Regions from separate parts of the Mus musculus genome. Here regions 2, 3, 4, 5 and 6 are each linked to region 1. A link is a contact called in public HiCAR-type, HiChIP or PLAC-seq and promoter capture Hi-C data. All regions are on one chromosome and are shown on one strand. The core of a region is the stretch at or near the end of the contact, and the rest is flanking DNA. Distances in the headings are between cores, read along the strand shown. Region 1 holds the start of Sri (sorcin). Region 2 holds the start of Steap1 (six transmembrane epithelial antigen of the prostate 1). Region 3 holds the start of Cfap69 (cilia and flagella associated protein 69). Region 4 overlaps Cfap69 (cilia and flagella associated protein 69). Region 5 holds the start of Steap2 (six transmembrane epithelial antigen of prostate 2). Region 6 holds the start of Gtpbp10 (GTP-binding protein 10 (putative)).

Region 1 (3,003 bases), core at 294-2,793:
TTGTGGGTAAATGATTAATTATCGAATTCAACTGAAAGTAGCTAACTATCATAATTGGGCCATAAAATAATTAATTACTAATATTTGTCTTTAGGTTAGGCAAGCAGAGGTTTTATGTTCAGATCTTGAATTTCTTCTCTGTAAGCAGCCCTTGTTCTATCCTGACAATACAAGTGAGGAGGTATACACTTTGTAGATCTTCAAAGTATATTTATATTCCCCCTTTGGGTCAGTCTAATCCCAGTCCAATCACAAGCTTTGAACTGATCTATTATTGATACAGGCAATACTCTGTCCAAATTTGTCCAGATCTAAAATAAAGACTGTTTTAGTCTTCCTTTCCTTTTACCTTCTTTCAGGCAAAGGGACTCATTTCCAGAGCAAAGACTGTTTTTGTGCCACTGCACTAAATGCTAACACAAACAGAACATAACAATTCTTCAGTATTGAAGGAAAGGCTAACCTGTCCAGCCACAGCAGCAAAGTAACCATATAGCGGATCCTGAGTTTGTCCAGGGAACGCAGGCCCTCCGGGAGCCCCACCATACTGTGAAAAAGAAAAGAAAAAAAAAAAAGGTAAAGGCATCAGAGAGAATTGAATTTATCTTAACCATCCAAGGCTTTTGTACAATTGACGCCTGTGCGACCTTCACAGTCTCTATCTTCCCCACCACCTTGACTCAGCTCAGTGACCCACCAGGCTTGTCCACTCCTGCTCCTGACATCTAAAAGCTGGAGACTTGGTCCAAAACAAGTTTCATGAGAGTGATGGCCACTAAACGCAGACCCACTTTAAAAATCCCTATTAACCAGCTTACAGAGGTCAGTGCACCGGAAGCAACCTGGTGGCTAGGCTTAGGACTGTTTTCCTGTTGGTTTTTACAGCCTTTGCGGTGTTTTTGAAGTACTTGAAGTACTAAGTAAGGCTGGAGTTAGTACAGGGCTGACAGGTGTGGCTTGGGAAGAACAGGGATGGCCGGCCCGGTTATATCTAAAATGAGGGTCCCTCTGTCTCTGACAGTACACCTCCCACATCTGCCTAAGTGGTCTTCCTCTAGGACTTCAGCTCATTTCTCCAGACTTTCTGGTCTCCCTGTCACTTTCTTTTCAAGGGAGTGACCACAGAACCATTCTAGATCAAGATGGCTGTTGTTGCTTTGGGGACATTCCGAGAGAGCAGGAAGTCAACACCAACTTGCACTATCTCACGCCACATATCCGAGTTACAGAATGGGCTTCCTGGGTCGCAGCCCACCCACCGGTGGGCCCTGGAAAGGCCCTTGGAAGAGATGGGGAAGAAAAATGGAGCCAAGGCTGGACATCAGGGTCCAGGCGAGCTCGCAGGGAGCATCTGGGACCGCCCGCGACGCCTCCTCCCGCTCGTCCGTGGCGCCTTCCAGTCTCGGGAGACCAGAGGCTGCTGTGCCCTCGTCCGCTGCACTTACCCCGCCTGGGTAGTACCCTCCGCCCGCGCCAGGGTGCCCGGGATACGCCATGGTGCAGACTGCGCCTCCGCCCTGCCTGTCTGCTGCTCCGCCCGTCCGGCCCAGAGCCGCCCCGGAGCGCACCACGCCGCCCCGCGGGGGCCGCCGCTCGCCGCCACCCACCCCGATCGCCCCGCGGCATCCCGAGTGCCGCCCGTTCCCTGCTGCCTCTGTGCTGTGTCAGCGCCGTCTGCGACCCACACTCGGGCGATGACCCAGGACCCCAGACGAGTTTATATCAGGACCCATTCTCCCTCTCGACCTAGTGGCACATTCCGACATCCACGCACAGCTAGGGGAGGGTTTTTTCCCCCCTTCTTCCTACTGTGCTATTTTGTAGAACATTTACTATTTACACCGGGTTGTTGGGTAGAGAGGACGGGATAAGAACGCTATGCACAACTGTAGGGAAGGGGAGAACAATTCCAGTGGGCGAAGGAGACACTTTACAAAATAGGAAAAAAAAAACTTTGAAAACCTGATGAAAACTTCTGAACCATGCAAGTGGGCTTTTAGCTTTGACTGAGGGTGGCCTGTTTCTTTGCCAACCGTTTAAGCTGAGTGTAGCTCAGGTGCGATTGCTAGGCGTGGGTGTGTGGGGTGGGGTAGAAGAGGGCAGTTTCTAGGCAGGACAGCCTCACCCAGGTCATTCATAGGAAAGTGAATTGTTTAATTTTCTGGATGATTCGAATAGAAACAACCCCAGTGGTGAAGCTTCCTGGAAAGGATGTGAAACTCACGTGGGTTGTTCAGATGTTTCACGGCTTCTTTTTTGTTTTTTGGTGCAATTGCAACAAGAGGTAATTGTTTGCTGGCTCCGGACTGTTAAGGACTGAACAGTGTTGGTTGGTCGATGTTTTGTTTGTTTGCTTTTGACTGTTTGCTCTTACTCTTTCCTTTTGAGATCCAGGTTCTCAGGGTAGCCTCTCATGGCCTCAGCCCCAGATGAGAGTCACCAACGGTTGCCTGCTTTATTGTTATTATTATTATTGTTGTTGTTGTTATTATTAATTTATTTTTATTTTTAATGACGAAACAAAAATATACCTAAAAGCGAAGCTTCTGGAAAAACCATTTGTTCATCCCTGTCTTGTATCGCTCCTCAAACTTGACCTTGGCCTCCCGCCTGACCTTGCGTTTGTTTCAAAGCTGGGTCCCTGAACACATCCTTGTTGACAACAGTCTTGTTCAAGGGGATATCCACAGAGTACCTTGTGGGCATGAGGTGGTTGTAGTTATAAACTTTCACAAAGGACTTGATCTTGGATCGCTTGGCGATTTTCTTCTTGCCCATGGCAGCTGTCACTTTTTGGGGATAGCGGTCAATTCCAGCCACCAGGGCATGGCTGTAAGGGCGGTCCAAGAAGCCATGGTCAATGTTCTTCACGATGACGGCTTTGCGACCGGAGTAGCATCCGGCCAGGACCAGCAACACTTTCCCGGGTTTCATGAACTTGCCCATCTTGACAGCAGGCAGCGGTACCCAGCAGAAAGGAAAGGAGGGCACTTCCGCTCTTGG
Region 2 (2,938 bases), core at 110-2,609, 2.3 Mb after region 1:
TTGACCCGGAACCACATTACAAAAATATTCAGGTTGGAGACCCAGCTCAGTTGGTAAAGTGTCCTTGTGACTTACAGTTGGAACCTGCAGAGCTCCATTGTGGGAGGAGGGCAATCTCTGGACTTGGAGCTACAATACAGGTTTATTTTGAAATCCTCCCAACCCTTGCTTCTTGGGACTGCCACACCTAGTTATCATCTGACCTCCACGTGCATGCAGTAACATTCATCCACATACCTACAATAAATAAATAAACAAACAAACAAACGTGATGAAGGTATTTGAGTGCAGTTTGGGTGTACAGACTTATTTATAGGACCTAATTTATTTACCCTTCTGGTGTATCAACTTTATTCTTAAGATACACGCCAGAAAATGGGAAACTGAAGAACAACTGCGTGCTGGGAACAGAACCCCTGTGGTTGTGAGTCTTAGCCCACTAACTAGAAGTTTCCCTAACCCTCGGTCTAATGATTTTCTTCCTTGGAAATAAAAGCTGCAAGCGTCTATTTTGCCACAAGGTGTCAGGCCGGGGTAATTTAATCTTCAAAGGCCTTTTACACTATCTGATGGGAGTCAGTGAACCCAAACATTATCCACGGAGCACTAAGACACGCAGGACAGTGGAGTTCAGATCATCCCTTTAATTCCAGCACTCGGGAGGCAGAAGTAGGCTGATCTCAGAAAAAGAGGAGTTTGTGACCCAGGGTCACATTAAAAACAACACTCAGGTTGGAGACGCAGCTCCACCTTGGTCGTTAGTGTCTAGAGTCTGAGTTGAATCTGCAAAACTCTGTGGTGAACGGAGGGTGGTCCCTAGCGTCAGAGCTACGGGTTATTTTTAAATCCTCTCAACCCTGTGCTTCTTGTGACCACCACACCGAGGTATCATCTGACCTCCACGTGTGTATCATAATATTCATTCACATAGCTACAATAAACAAATAAACCCGGTGTAAAAGTCACTCACAAACTCAGATTCATCCTCTGACTGTCCTAACAGCTAGTCGTCTGAGAAACTGCTCTGTTGGAAGAGCGCTCCACCGCGGACGGCGTAATCGCTACAGAGCAGTTGGTCTCCAAGTGTGGGATCCAGGATCACTACAGCGTCGCCCGGCAACAGGCGAAATGCACAACTGCAGATTTCGACCAGGTCCCAGTCGGTTTCCAGTGAGCCCTGCTGGTGACCCTGGGTCCCCCTTGCACAGCCAAGGATTCGCCCCCGGCGACGCCCCTCCCACGGCGGCCGCAGCGAAGCCCCTGGGTGTGAGCAGGAGCTGGTCTCCGGCAGGGGGCGCTGTGCGCGCGGCGGCCGAGGGGCGGGGTCTGCGGAGCGGGCTGTGCTGGGCAGCGAGATTCGGGCTCCGCGTGGGACTGGGAGTCCGTCCGGGCAGCGAGCGCCTCGCCGTCGGGTCCCACGGAGAAGCCGGTGAGTCCCGAGTCTCGTTCGCAGGCCGCTTGCTCCCCGCCTCCGCGGGCCTTGGGAATCTGCTGCGGGCCGGGGAAGGGGTGAGGCGGGTCTCAGGGGCGGGCGGTGGTGCTCCGGGCAGCGGGGCGCCCCTTCGGCCCCTCGCGGATCTCGGCGAGCCCCGCGGGGAGCAGGTCTCCGCGGTCCCGGCTCTGGAGCTTAGGTCAACTTTGCAGTCAGGTTGGGTTCCCCCGGTAAGTTTGCCAACTTGGCAGTTTCCGCAAGTTTGCCTCGCTGGATGAATGACTCGTCCTGCTGTTTGAGCTGGTTTCTTCATGGAATTTTTTTTTTTTTTTTTTCATTTTAAGTCTTTGGAACACCGGTCCTACTCTTTCGGGATCTGAGTAGGATTCGGGTTTAAAATAGTCAGAGCTTTTAAATAAGGCACTCTGGTGAAAGCAACTAACAGACGTTTGTAGTCCAAGAATTTAAGTCCACTTCAAATTTAGTTATGCTGTTCCGTTGAGGTGGGGGATACATCCACATCTCGATATAAAATCAAGGGAATGTATTTAATATTAATGTTAAGCACTTGGGGAAGCAATGCTTTAAGAAACAGCCCGCTGTAGAACACCTTCCCCTCTTCCAATAATTAACTGTGGCAAAGCAAAAAAATACATTTGAAAGACTCGTGGGACATGCACTGCAACCCACAATGTATTCCAGTCACTGGGTTTCTTGGATTCTAAACTCCTTCCCATAAACATGAGTCTGTTGGGCTGTGTCAATATTTAGCAGGAACAACAAGCCAGCCAACCTAATCCAGGAAAACAGAAATCACTATTTAATGGGGAAGAAAGCTGGAGAATGTTGGTTCAAATCCTGGAGTTCTTGACATCTCTGCACTATGCTGTTTCCTGCTGAGTTTGCTGGACAGCCTGATGAAACCTCTCCTGTAGAAGTGTAATTATAGGTGTAGCTAAGGTCTGGTGGAAGAAGGCATGATTTATTTAGCTGATAGTTTGTTTTCCTGGTTTCTGGGCATACAGTCAACAATCACCTTTACGGGCATTGGCTCTTTTCCTTAGCGATGCTCCTCAGAGTGGTACCATGCAAACAAATGGCTAGGCATCTCCTCTGGGCCACTCTGTCCTTCCACCCAGAATCTCTCAGCAGTGGCTGTCTGTCATGTCAGCAAGCACCAACAACTCACTGCAGGTCACAGGACTGGGTAAAGAAAGGGGCTCTCATCCGTTTTCTCCACTTCCTTTCCAGAGCCACCATCTGTCTATACACTATTATCCTTTAAGATGTATGGCATTACCACACAGGTCTTAATGGAGCGTTTCCCTGTCCTAAACTTTCTTTGAGAACAGACTTATCATTTAACTTTGTATTTCCCGTGTCTGCCATCATTGTTCAGTGTGATTAATGAATTAACAGTGAACAGCTATAGATTTATGCTTCACTATCTTAAACATTGTGAATCACAAAACTTAAAATACACTCTAAACGTAGCAAACTGTTTCT
Region 3 (2,969 bases), core at 327-2,826, 2.4 Mb after region 1:
AAAATTAAATCCACACATTTAAACAGTCGAAGCTCTTGAAAACATAAACCTTGGTGCACTTCTAAGGAGAAATGCTGTGAAACAAATAATTGTCACCAAGTCCATTTGCAAATAGAGGAAGCCCCAGCCAGTTCCTTTTTCTTTTGAGATGGCTAACTTTGGTAAAACTGTTCCAAAACAATAATAACAAAAAACTACACATCATGAGCTTCTTAGTTTTTATATGTACACTTGTTAAAATGGGCATTATTCACACCAGGAGGTGCAAAGTTCTGCATTCCTGACGAGCCCCTAATGGCCACACAGTTAGGAAACCCATGAAAACCACTTTGAGTAGCAAGGATCTAAAATGCTTAATCTAGATAATTTACAAAATTCTTTCATTTTACCTTAAATCAAAATCTAGCCCTTGACATTTTCATGAACACTTATTGAACACCTTCTATGATATTGACTAGAAGGACCAAGAGTATGGCCTTCAGACCAACTACATCAGCATCACATGGGAACTCACTATAAAGGCAAACTGGAACCAGACAAGGTATTCACAAACATGCCTACCTACATCTCCAGCATGTCACAGGCTGGGGACACACAGCCACACCTTCACTCAGCAAGTAAGCAAATTAGTGGCTATGTACAAATTTTTAATTGCCTTAGTCTCAGTAGCATAACATGGTTGGGCTATTTCGTCAATAAATTCCACTAACTATACAGTGAGCACCAAAAAACAAAACAAAATAAAAGACAAAAAAAAAAGAGCATGCCACTAAGCGTGACATCTAAAACAACAGAAAAAATACAGGCTTCCTGGGAAAGATCAGGCCAGACTGTTTCATAGAGTGTAAGCCTTCTGAAGATGGTAGCATGAAGTTTGTACTCTATGAAGAGATCACAAGGCGACTGAGTATGAAGTGCGTGAGACTTCTGTCCCTCTTGCTTCTCAACCTACTAATGAATAAAATAAATGCTATCGTAGAAAAACAATTACAAAACTGGACTGTTGATTTGCCAGGTTGGAGAACACATCCTGTGAAGAATGTCAGTGTCTTTCTCTGGTTGCAAAAACGAGAACTTTCCATCCCAGGCCATACTAGACACCCAACCACTCTACTGCTCGAAAGATTTTCAAAAGTCTGTACTATGCCTTATTTGTTTGTCTAACTGTTCAATTAGGCCAGTACAAAAGTACAACATATATATATATTTGTGTGTGTGTATATATACATATATATATATATATATATATATATGTATATATACACACACACACCTGGGAAATTAAGCTACACTGACTGGTCCTATCTCTGCAGAAAGGGTAAAGTGCTCAGATTTCAAGATTATGCCAATCACATCCCTCAGAATGCATCTTACCTCCAGCTCATACTCCTCCGCCCCACACAGGCACTTATTAAGCAAGGGCCATTGCTACAAGACTGAAACACTAAGTGCATACCGCGATCTCAGTCACTGGTCTCCTTTGTCTCCCGCGCCGCACACCAGCAGACCCTCTTTTGGTGAAGTTTGGCTCTCCCAGCTTCCGTAAGCCCCGCCCCTAGCAACGCCCGGGCTTGTGTTAGCAACTGGAGCGCGCTGGGTGCCTTGGTCCTCCTGTGGGCACTAACAGCAGTTGGATGTCCGCTATGTTGCTGCGGCGGGGGTTACGACAGAACTTTCGGGGTCTTTCTCCTCCCTAGCTCAGCAGCGTGTTTTCTGCCAGGGCTCGTGGGTCCGTGGCTGCGGACGCACCTAAGACCTCAGGCTCCCACCCCGAACCATGTCCACCGCGGAGGCCTCGGCCACCACGGCCGACGCCGCCGAGGCGGGCGGCAGGACGAAGACCGGCAGTCCCCGCACAATCCCGGTGTTTGGGGTGGCGATCCCGGATGGGGAGATGCAGGTACGGCCGGGCTGTGCAGCAGGAGCGGAGAAGGGCATAAGGCTCCAGGGCAACCCAGTGGAATGAAGACCAGAATGAGATTTGGGAACCTGTGGGATGGAGATAATGATAGCCCAGCTGATCCCTGGAGGCTAGTGAAGAGGGGACTGGATGTCGTCAACCAATCTGTCTGGGGACTCTAGCTGCGTGGTTCTCATAAAGGGCGCGGGGGGGGGGGGCGAGGGGGGGAGCGCTCTTTCAAGTGTGGCCACGACAGGAACTGACATTGATTTGATAACTAGATCACTGTGGTGGGTTTTTGGTCTATTGATCCGTTATAAAGTGGCGTTCCCTGGGTTTCTTTCCTGCTAAATTGCCTGCTTCTGAAGCTTGCACTCACAGGTAGGGCAGATGCTGTTTGGAGAGCTGGGCACAATTTTCTTTGTTGTGTTTATACTTGTTTTCGGGTTTGCTATTGTTATAAATGTAAAGATTATTAAAATTGGGTTGAGGAACCTCTCTGCATTGCCCCCACACTAATGGTGTGGGGGGCCACTATGGGAATTCCTGTTGAGACGTCACAACTCCCAGACTGCGTCAGGAACTCTGTCTCCTGTGGCCACATCCTGGAGCCTTGGAGAGTTACTTGGGAGCAGTCAGTTGGCTGGGACTACTTCTGTGGGAACTGGGTGGAGCTCTCTGAGGGCTCTCACACATGTACGCCAACAGCCCTCAGAGTAACTACTTTTACATAAAGAGGGGATGCCAGGGGAATTTCCCTAATCAGTTTTGTGGAGGTATTCCTGTACAAGATCGGAGACGTGTGAGTGATCACCGCTTTCCACTCTCTGGGCTACAAGGAAGCTAGGCATTGCCACTATATAGGTGAGTTTGACTCTCATTTTTCTTTGGGCAAAGATTACATGACACAGACAAACGAGTTTAAAGACGTTCAATGGGTCATTGCAAAAGAAAAAAGAAGTTCGTGACATAGGAAGTAACATAGCTAGAAGTGTCTTGTGTTCATTCCTGCCTCTCCTTCTATGAGTATTCATATTGTTAGAAAGTACTGAGAGAATCAAAAGGCAAT
Region 4 (2,725 bases), core at 178-2,677, 2.4 Mb after region 1:
GGGTCAATATTTCTGTTAAAAAAAAAAAGCAAAGATGATTGGACTTTAATATCTCCATATATATATATATATATATATATATATATATATTTACTTGAATTGTTTCATTTACTTGAAATGTTTCAGGCTTTGGGTTTTTTTTTTTCAAAAACAGGTTTTTTTTTTAATTAGATAGTTTATTCATTTACATTTCAAATGCTATTCCCAAAGCCCCCTCTACCCTCCCTGCCCCCCCCCTGCTCCCCAACCCACCCACTCCCACTTCTTAGCCCTGGCATTCCCCTGTACTGGGGCATATAATCTTCGCAAGACTAAGGGCCTCTCCTCCCAGTGATGGCCGACTAGGCCATCTTCTGGTACATATGCAGCTAGAGACAGGAGCTCTGGGAGTACTGATTAGTTCATATTGTTGGGTTTCTTCCTATAAATTAAATTATTAATTTTTCCCACAGATTCCTACTTCATTCATGGTAACAGTTTCCATGGTACAGGCGGCCGTGGAAACAAGTTCGCCCAGATGCGTTACACTCTACGGCTCCTCAGAGCCATGGTTTATCTGGAAGATGAGACTGTGAACAAGGACCTTTGTGAGAGAGGGGTTATTCATCAACTGATAGGTAAGAGTGCATGGCAGCCCACTGGGGACAGTTTGGTGTTTATAATTCTGAAAGCGTTGTATGATATATTTTTCTACAAATTGATTTTATGAGTGAGCATATCCTTACCATTTTTGTTTTTTAATCTTGTTGATATCAAGCAATTCTCTTTTATAATCACTAATCCTTTAAACATTTATTTCCTCAGTTAGAGGCTACTTTATTAAGCAGTTCTTTCTTTCTCTCTTTCTTTCTTTCTTTCTCTCTCTTTCTTTCTTTCTTCCTTTCTTTCTTTCTCTCTCTCTCTCTTTCTTTCTTTCTTTCTTTCTTTCTTTCTTTCTTTCTTTCTTTCTTTCTTTCTTTTTTTTTAGTTTTTCAGACAGGGTTTCTCTGTGTAGCCCTGGCTGTCCTGGAACTCACCCTGTAGACCAGGCTGGCCTCGAACTCAGAAATCTGCCTGCCTCTGTCTCTCAAGTGCTGGGATTATAGGTGTGCGCCACCACTGTAAGCAGTGCCTTTTTAAGTGAACTATTGTTGGGTCTCATTTTTCTGGTAATAAGCTTGCCACCTCTTGCCAAGCAGTGTAGACCTATTTTCAAAGCAGATAAAGTTCCCAATCCGTTCACAATAACCAGCACATCTGTGTGGAGAGAAATGTATCCAAGAGTTTCCTTTCTAAAATGAATACTAGAAAATTCATGAATTTCAACTTCCAGTTCAAGCTGCTTTGCCCTTGATTATTTGAAAATACACAGTCCTCCAGCCCTCCCCTTCCTGGTTCTGAAAAGTGCTGTCTCGGGCATTGCTTCATATAAATGACATGTCGTTGGCCCTCTACAGCCTAGCTTTCTACTTCCACATATTCAACCAACCACAGAAGTGTCTGTTTGAGCAGTAAAAGACTCTTGTCATTAGTAAGTAATAATTTATAACAATCGTTAGCATAGCATTTCCTCTGTACTAGGAATTACAGGTAATCCAGAAGTGAGGCAAAGTACCCAATACTACACAGTCTGCTTCATATGCAAATACCACACCAGTTTGTGTTAGACAGCTAGCGGTCCCTGGGCATTGGCTTCTCCAGAGCATCTGTACTCTGCCCTTGCTAGCTCTCTGTTGCTATGGTAAATACCTGGGAGAAACTGGCTCACAGTTTTACAGATCTCCACCCATGGTAATTTGGCTTAATGTTTTGGAGCTTGTGGTAAGGCATTACATCATGATGGCTTGGAAGTAAAAGAGAAAGAGGAAAAGACCAGGTTCCCATCACCCTCTTCCAGTAGGCCACACCACTTAAACTTTACACCACTTCCCAACACTTCCCAACCCTTCCCAAACACACAGACCTCTGGGGGGCAGTCACGATTTACATGGAAACATTGCTAGACGCCAACTAATTGCAGTATGCTTTAAAAACGATTCCTCTACTTATTAAAATATTTTTCATCCAAAATCAGAAGAGAAATAGTGCTCTCTGATTATAATATTTGTGAGAAAAAACATACACGTTGAGACAGGGCCCAGCTGTGTAGAAAAGGCTGGCCTCACACAACAATCTACCTGCTTCTGCCTCCTAAATTGTGCGATCAGAGGCCTGCTCTACCATGCCCAGCTTTAAAGAAATAAATTGAAAGTGAAGTTATGTAAAAACATTTATCTTTGTTCAAAATGGGATTAAAATAACTCAACACGAAGTACATTTTAATCACAACTATGTACATTCCATTGCACAAAGTCCAGTCCGTAGGCTCCACTTTTAGCTCGAAATGCAACGTTTGTGTATCCAGGGGAAAATGGTGATCCCACCTGAGCTGAGAGAATGTGTTAGGGGGAAGAGGAACAAACAGTAGGTGTTCTCTCAGGACAGCCTTCCTTTCGCTCAGAGTTGATCTTTGTTACACAATTCTTAAATGCAAGAGCCTTGTTTTTAACCTAGCAGGGCTTTGTAGCAGTTCCATCCTCCATCCTCAAGAATATAGACAGTGCATTGCAAATCCAGTATCCGTGAATATGCTTTCTCCTCAGACAGAGAAATTAAAAGCTTTATCAATCAGAATGCTGGAAAAACTTGCCCTGATAAGAACAAAAGGAAATCATGGCATGTCTTACTTTGTACTCTCAGCTAGGCA
Region 5 (2,736 bases), core at 130-2,629, 2.4 Mb after region 1:
ATTTTTTTTTTTAAATAAACAGAGTCCATGTCTCAACAGCTTTTAAAGATATTTTAAATGTACAACTTACCTGTTTTCTGTAATAACTTATGGCTTTGTACAACTGAGAATAAAAACGTGATAACCTTTGCTAGACCTTATGTAATGCTTTTGTTTATGTGATTGGAAAGCTACATCTTCTCACCAAATGCTAAGGACACAGCAGTTTCCTCCACTGGTCCTCCAAAAGTGTTAGAAATACCCTGCTGTTTTCACTATTTGACAGTAGTTGAAGTGAAACAATAAACACTGATATAAAATGTAAGGATTTTTTTTCTCCCCGTTACCAAAATGGAAAGTATTTCCCAGTTGTCAGTCTTTCCCCCTAATACATCACTAACAGCGGAGTTTGTGCCTAAACTTTAAACCTCAGCTGTATGTATTTGGGGGTGGGGAAGAGATGCTTTTCACAAGGATCAAACAAAGAATGTTTCCCAGGTTGAACTTGCAGAGGTTAATCTGTGTATGCCTTTCAAAGGGGAAAGTGCAGTGCCCTGAGGATCGATCTAAGACCCTCTTCTGCTTTTGTTCTGATTTGTCTAGTTAATAAACCACCAAGAAAGATAATTTTTAAACCTAATTTGCTGAAATGAGAATTTACTAACGTCTGAGGGTGGGGGAAGTAAATTTGACAATTTTCGACAAATTGGTTTTATATTAAAAAAAAATCTCCACTGACACTTTTGACTAAAAAGGTAAATAAAAGATCCCCATCTACTTGTTAATCCAAAATCGGGGGGGGGGGGGATTAGAGAAAGCAAGGTGCCCTTACACAGCTCAGCGAACCCTGGATGCTCCAAGGCCACTGCAGCTCTCCGCAGGCACGCTGGTCTCCTGACTCGGCTTCACCTTCCAGTCCGCACAGAGCTCGGGGGCACCGGCGACAGGGAAGGTCAGAGTCCACAGACTAACCCCTACAGCCCACGGCTGAGAAGGGCCTCCAGTCCCAGGGAGTTTTAAAATGCGGTTCGTGGAAGGGCATTTCTGATCATTCCCTTTCAAGGACATGATGCAGCCGAAAGGGAGAAAAAAAGCGCACTTTCTTCGAGGTTTGTGTGGAACAGAGTAGGGAGAAGGGGGGTGGACAGGGAGGAGGGCACTAATCAAAGCCAAGTCCGGGGCGGCGTGGCGAGCGTCTCGGAGGTAGTGGAGTGTAAACGCGGGCGGGATCCACGTAGGGCTGCTCCCACGGGGGGTCTCCGCAAGATCGCGCGCAGGCGTGGGGACCGCGGCCGGGTGGGTCCCCACGCACTCTGCCCCGACCGACCCGCGCCCCCCTGCGCGTCACCGCCAGCCCTGCCTCCGCGCGCCTCCTCCTGCTCCACCTCCCCGGCGCGGCGCGGTCCGGCTCGGGGGCAGGAGGAGCTTGGGCGGGAGGAGCACTCCGTAGGCCCGGGAGCTCGGCGGGCCCTCGGCGCGGGGGAGCCACGGCGCTGCGCTGCGAGCGTGGCTCGGAGAAGAGGGCGTGGAGGTGAGCCGGGTGGCCAGAGCGCCGAGGTGGCCGATCCGGGGTCGCCGAGCAGCGGGTGCTGTGCGGGAGCCGCATCTTTCCTCCCGGATTCCGGGGGGGGCTTGGAGCTGGCCAGGGGGCGAGTGGGAGGGGTGCTGGAGGGCGTCCGTCGCACGCATTCCGCCCCCTTATCCCCGTCGGTCTTCCCAGAGCTCTGGGAAGTCCTCGGGTCCGGGCCCAACAGAAAGGAGGCCAGGAGAGACCTTGTCCCAGGTCGGATGTGCCCGAAAGGGAAAGGACCCGCAGGTTACTTTTGCCAGCCACTTTGGATTGATGCGGCACTTTTCACTGTCGTACAGCACTGCTTGCCAAACAGGTAAATAATGCCTGCAGTGGCTTTGCTTATAAACCCGGTCATGTAATCCGGGTGTGCTCAGGCCATTTTGCGTTTAGAAGTAATTGGTCTGGTCTTTCAGTGTCCTTAATTACCTCTGCGTCCCGTGTTCAGCCTCAGCTGAAACTTGTTGAAAATTATGCCCTAAAAATCTTGTTCTGAAAATAACATAGGGAGATAAAGAGATTTTATTTTTCCTGTGGTCGGGGAGAATTCCATTTATTATCTTCACTATCCTGTGAAGCAGGATTGGTGTCAGTGTTTACTCTTCAGGCAGATTGTTTGTTTGTTTGTTTGTTTTTAAGTAGAAAAACTTATTCTGACCCACATTTAATTATCGCCCATCACTGTAGGTGAAATAAAATTCAGACTCCTGCCCCCACTTCAACCCTCAGTACTTGATTACCTAAAGCCCCAGTTAACCACCCCACTGCTTGCAACCTTCTTCTCTCTAGTCTACCCTACCACCACCCTTTTAATAGTTTTTTTAATTACTTATTTACTGAGTTGATGTTTTCTTTGACACTGTACTCACCCCCCCCCCTCCATCCCCCGCATCCTCAAGATAACCTATTTGGAAACGTAAGATAGGAAAACCAGAGTGTTTAGCTGCACCGGGGCAGCTATCAGGCTGCCTGGAGATGCTCCTGAGATGGTGGCATTCACTGCGGTTTCTGCCTCTCAGCTAGTCTGGGCGGGGTGGGCTGGCTGGGGCTGGGGCTGGGGGGCAGTTTCAGCAGTGATAAGTTAGCTAATTGTGAAAGATGGGAATGAGGAGCTTCATGAAATCACTCTTATTGTACTGGTACTATGGAAAATGCTCTTCTATTGAATGAGCATAATTGTACTTTAG
Region 6 (2,700 bases), core at 35-2,534, 2.5 Mb after region 1:
TTGGCATAATTTAAATGGCAGCACATTTTCTAGATTTAACAGGAAAAGTATGATAACAGCAACTTAATATTCTGGTTTTTAAAATAGTAAGTATATTTATTGAGGCTAACATCTGACATTTGGGTCAATATTTAATGTTAATCTACAGAGGCTAGAACCAACCAACCAAACATCTAAATGAAAATGACAGCTTCAAAGTCCAGGAACAGTAAACTAATCTAGACTGAGCAGTAGTTTCCACACTGTGTACTTCCAAATAGGACTCGCTCCTTTCCCAAATTCCCCATCCTATTGTTTAGGATGCAGAACCTTATCTAAATGAATTGGAGTCCTGTTTTCTAGTCTAGGACTCAGGCATGTAGCAGAATGCCCGTAACTGCAATTTTCAGAGTTTCAAGACTAGCCTTTGCCAGGTTCCAGCTAGGAAAGCGGCCTTAGAGGCGCAGGACCTCGGGCTATCTGTAACTAACTTTAAATCAACCTCATACTGAAAAACGGAACATAACAATTCCTTAAGGTTACTCTCAGCTGCACTGCCCTGGCCAGTGACCATGACTGAGTCACATTTCGCCAAGGATTCTAAACCTAATAATTCTAATGATAGAAAATAATAAATGAGCAGTGAAGGGAGACCCCTCTAGTACGCTCGTGTGCCTTTTTCACTTAAAGACTTGGCAGAAAGATTGGCGAAATGGGCCTGCCATTCAGTGATCTTTTTCTGAAGCTTCCTCTCCAAGCTGGAATGTAATCTCTCGTGTTCTCACAAGGACAGCCTTCAAATGAAAGGTGAAAACTCTCGGCTGAGTCCAGGTTGGGGTTTCTGTTTGCCTCCACTGCACACATCATCCTTTGTAAAAATCTAGATCGTCACACTTCTTTCAATACTTCTGTGCTACAAGTTTTAAGTGACTGGTTCCTGAAGTTTAAGCCTTGGCTAGAAAAATTGCTCAAGCCATCATCCAGCAGTCTTTTAGAGCTCTCGGTGTTTTGTACAAGTGTGTCTGTTGGAGGGGTCTTTCATCGTGAGAAAATCCTGGCACCTCAGGTTCTTCAGCTACCATAAAAATGTTTGTGAGGCAGGCCAGTCTCCAGCGCATAGCGTTCAAAGCGTCAACTCCAGAGACTCCTGCCCGGAGCCCTGCTTCCCCTTGCACACAACTTAGACGAATCTGGGCTCTGCACTCTCCTTCCTGCACCCAGAGGCGTCCAAAGCACACGCCCACCTTCCTCGAGCGCGATGCAGCACGCAGGCGCGGATCCGCTGAGACGTCACCTCTGCGACCAGTAGTGACGTCAGTACGCGCGCCCGACCGAAGTTTGTCCGGATTCTGCGGGCGGGAGTCCTGCCCCTTGGAGCTCATGGTGCGCTGCGGTTGCGCTTTGTTGAGAAAGGTTCGTGACGGGGGTCTCCCCAGCTTTGGTGTCTTCGCCGCTCTCCTCCTGGGTTGTCGTTCCTCGGTTCCCGTCTCCTGGGAGAAGATTGTGTCTCAGTGACACGCTGATGGCCGTTTGGGGTCCAGCTTTAGGGAATTCCTGTATTGTTCCCAAAGCACGTGAGAGGATAATTGGGGACCTGCCTGCGGTTTAGACCCGGCATTGCGGTGCACGTGCCGGCTTGTTTGTTTGTTTGGTTTGGTTCTCATTGTTTAAAAGAGAGTCCATAACCTGCTTTTATACATTTCTCCTCCTTTACACTGCTTTTGATATCTTTCTGAAGACTTTTCTGGAAGTCAGAATGTGTGTTTGCTGTGCCTCATATAGAGATTTTACGTCAATTTTTATGTAGTGCCTGTCTTAAAATCCACTTTTATAACAATCTGCAACCAACCGCTCAATTAAAAAAGAATCTCAGTGAGCTTAACTGGCAACGGTGTGTGAAAGCTAGAGGTCATGTACATAAGCTGTTGTTAGGAACAGCCATTATAAATGAGAGTCCTTAATAAATATGACAAATCTAGAAAATAAAGAAAAAGTCACATACTGAACACAGCTTTAAAAGCCCTTACCAGGAATATCTCAGGGTGGTCAACCTTCAGTTTGTTTTTGTTTTTTTTTAAACCCACAGATTTTTTTGATACCCAAAAGTACTGCAGATTACCAAAAACGTGAATATTAATTTAAACGATTGCTCTGTAATTTGAAAGCCTGGGATTATGACACACTGGCTTTATAAGAAGTTACCTACCTAGTGAGGGAAACTAAATGGAAAGTACCAGAGGATATAATCCAGTGTCCGAGGAAGCCTGAAAAGCCAGTCAGTGAGAGTGATGGGCCAAGGAGGCCTCAGATCATACAACCATAAGCCATAGTTTAGTTGTATTTGAGGATACATTGAAACTGACACCAGAAAATGGGTTTATGATAGAAAGAACAAATGATAATCTAAACAGAGGAGAAAGCATGAATAGAGTGGCAGGGAGAGTGGGCAGCTCAGAAAAGAACAGGAAGGCTCCAACAAATGACAGCTGTCCCGGTGAGATCCGGTGAGGGCTTTGAATCCAGCACTGTAAACTTTATTATTTCAGAAGCAGTAAAAACCCAAAGTCACGACTGTTTCTGAGTAAAGAGAGACATAGACATCGGGTTCACTTAAGGGGGAAAGAGATGCTCTTGGCTCATGGTGGCGGATGCATTAAGAAGGAATGATGAGACCCTGAAAGACCATTTGGAGTTCACAGTCAAGATTCTAAGAGGACAGAG

What was found. Promoter capture Hi-C pulls out the DNA fragments that hold promoters and counts their contacts. HiCAR-type assays count read pairs that join an accessible place to other places. HiChIP or PLAC-seq counts read pairs in DNA pulled down with a chosen protein or histone mark.
Region 2: a contact with region 1 is called in a promoter capture Hi-C map of hippocampal neurons, with 31 times the contacts expected there. The contact joins the promoter of Steap1 here to the promoter of Sri in region 1. A contact is called at or near these places in 17 of 39 promoter capture datasets (the 3T3-L1 cell line, 3T3-L1-derived adipocytes, the C10 cell line and 11 more), 3 of 484 Hi-C or Micro-C datasets (cerebellum, cerebral cortex and ventral hippocampal neurons), 12 of 115 datasets of contacts at active chromatin or transcription factors (the NIH/3T3 cell line, acute myeloid leukemia, astrocytes and 9 more) and 4 of 9 other capture datasets (adipose tissue, embryonic stem cells, liver and 1 more).
Region 3: a contact with region 1 is called in a HiCAR-type map of astrocytes, with 15 times the contacts expected there. The contact joins the promoter of Cfap69 here to the promoter of Sri in region 1. A contact is called at or near these places in 6 of 39 promoter capture datasets (cranial neural crest, embryonic stem cells, frontonasal cranial neural crest and 3 more), 1 of 484 Hi-C or Micro-C datasets (cortical neurons), 8 of 115 datasets of contacts at active chromatin or transcription factors (the NIH/3T3 cell line, astrocytes, embryonic limb bud and 5 more) and 3 of 9 other capture datasets (embryonic stem cells, liver and pancreatic islet).
Region 4: an H3K27ac HiChIP or PLAC-seq map of acute myeloid leukemia shows a contact between it and region 1, with 14 times the contacts expected there. The contact joins the enhancer-like site here to the promoter of Sri in region 1. A contact is called at or near these places in 16 of 39 promoter capture datasets (the 3T3-L1 cell line, 3T3-L1-derived adipocytes, the C10 cell line and 11 more) and 5 of 115 datasets of contacts at active chromatin or transcription factors (acute myeloid leukemia, astrocytes, embryonic forebrain and 2 more).
Region 5: an H3K4me3 HiChIP or PLAC-seq map of embryonic forebrain shows a contact between it and region 1, with 14 times the contacts expected there. The contact joins the promoter of Steap2 here to the promoter of Sri in region 1. A contact is called at or near these places in 9 of 39 promoter capture datasets (the 3T3-L1 cell line, cranial neural crest, embryonic stem cells and 5 more) and 9 of 115 datasets of contacts at active chromatin or transcription factors (VIP interneurons, astrocytes, embryonic forebrain and 4 more).
Region 6: a contact with region 1 is called in a promoter capture Hi-C map of pre-B cells, with 16 times the contacts expected there. The contact joins the promoter of Gtpbp10 here to the promoter of Sri in region 1. A contact is called at or near these places in 21 of 39 promoter capture datasets (the 3T3-L1 cell line, the C10 cell line, the HPC-7 cell line and 12 more), 4 of 484 Hi-C or Micro-C datasets (CD4 T cells, Sertoli cells, cardiomyocytes and 1 more), 11 of 115 datasets of contacts at active chromatin or transcription factors (acute myeloid leukemia, astrocytes, bone marrow-derived dendritic cells and 8 more) and 2 of 9 other capture datasets (liver and macrophages).

The regions. Positions count from the first base shown.
Region 1 is chr5:8,055,082-8,058,084 of GRCm38.p6, reverse strand. Sri (sorcin) reads right to left here and starts at 1,543. Exons shown (of 8, transcript NM_001080974.2): 1 at 1,446-1,543; 2 at 464-547. The coding sequence starts at 1,496. It also overlaps the pseudogene Gm15730.
Region 2 is chr5:5,747,738-5,750,675 of GRCm38.p6, reverse strand. It overlaps Steap1 (six transmembrane epithelial antigen of the prostate 1), which reads left to right and starts at 1,359. Exons shown (of 5, transcript NM_027399.3): 1 at 1,359-1,429. It overlaps Gm46900 (atherin-like), which reads right to left. Exons shown (of 2, transcript XM_017321192.2): 2 at 486-2,225. The coding sequence starts at 1,745. The coding sequence ends at 1,062.
Region 3 is chr5:5,662,839-5,665,807 of GRCm38.p6, reverse strand. Cfap69 (cilia and flagella associated protein 69) reads left to right here and starts at 1,576. Exons shown (of 23, transcript NM_172447.2): 1 at 1,576-1,900. The coding sequence starts at 1,778. Steap2 (six transmembrane epithelial antigen of prostate 2) reads left to right here. Exons shown (of 6, transcript NM_001103156.2): 6 at 1-979. Gm40262 (a long non-coding RNA gene) reads right to left here and starts at 1,431. Exons shown (of 3, transcript XR_868231.3): 1 at 1,375-1,431.
Region 4 is chr5:5,611,578-5,614,302 of GRCm38.p6, reverse strand. Cfap69 (cilia and flagella associated protein 69) reads left to right here. Exons shown (of 23, transcript NM_172447.2): 13 at 453-617. Among named protein-coding and RNA genes, the nearest start is that of Gm8773, 39 kb to the right of the region's middle. Within about 2 kb of position 1,427, at least 1 of the 459 cell types and tissues checked has an H3K27ac peak or open chromatin away from gene starts, as enhancers often do. A contact at or near this core is called in acute myeloid leukemia, where this site is marked.
Region 5 is chr5:5,692,732-5,695,467 of GRCm38.p6, reverse strand. It overlaps Steap2 (six transmembrane epithelial antigen of prostate 2), which reads left to right and starts at 1,379. Exons shown (of 6, transcript NM_001103156.2): 1 at 1,379-1,510. The region is part of intron 1 of Gm40262 (a long non-coding RNA gene); the gene reads right to left.
Region 6 is chr5:5,558,125-5,560,824 of GRCm38.p6, reverse strand. Gtpbp10 (GTP-binding protein 10 (putative)) reads left to right here and starts at 1,284. Exons shown (of 10, transcript NM_153116.2): 1 at 1,284-1,392. The coding sequence starts at 1,360.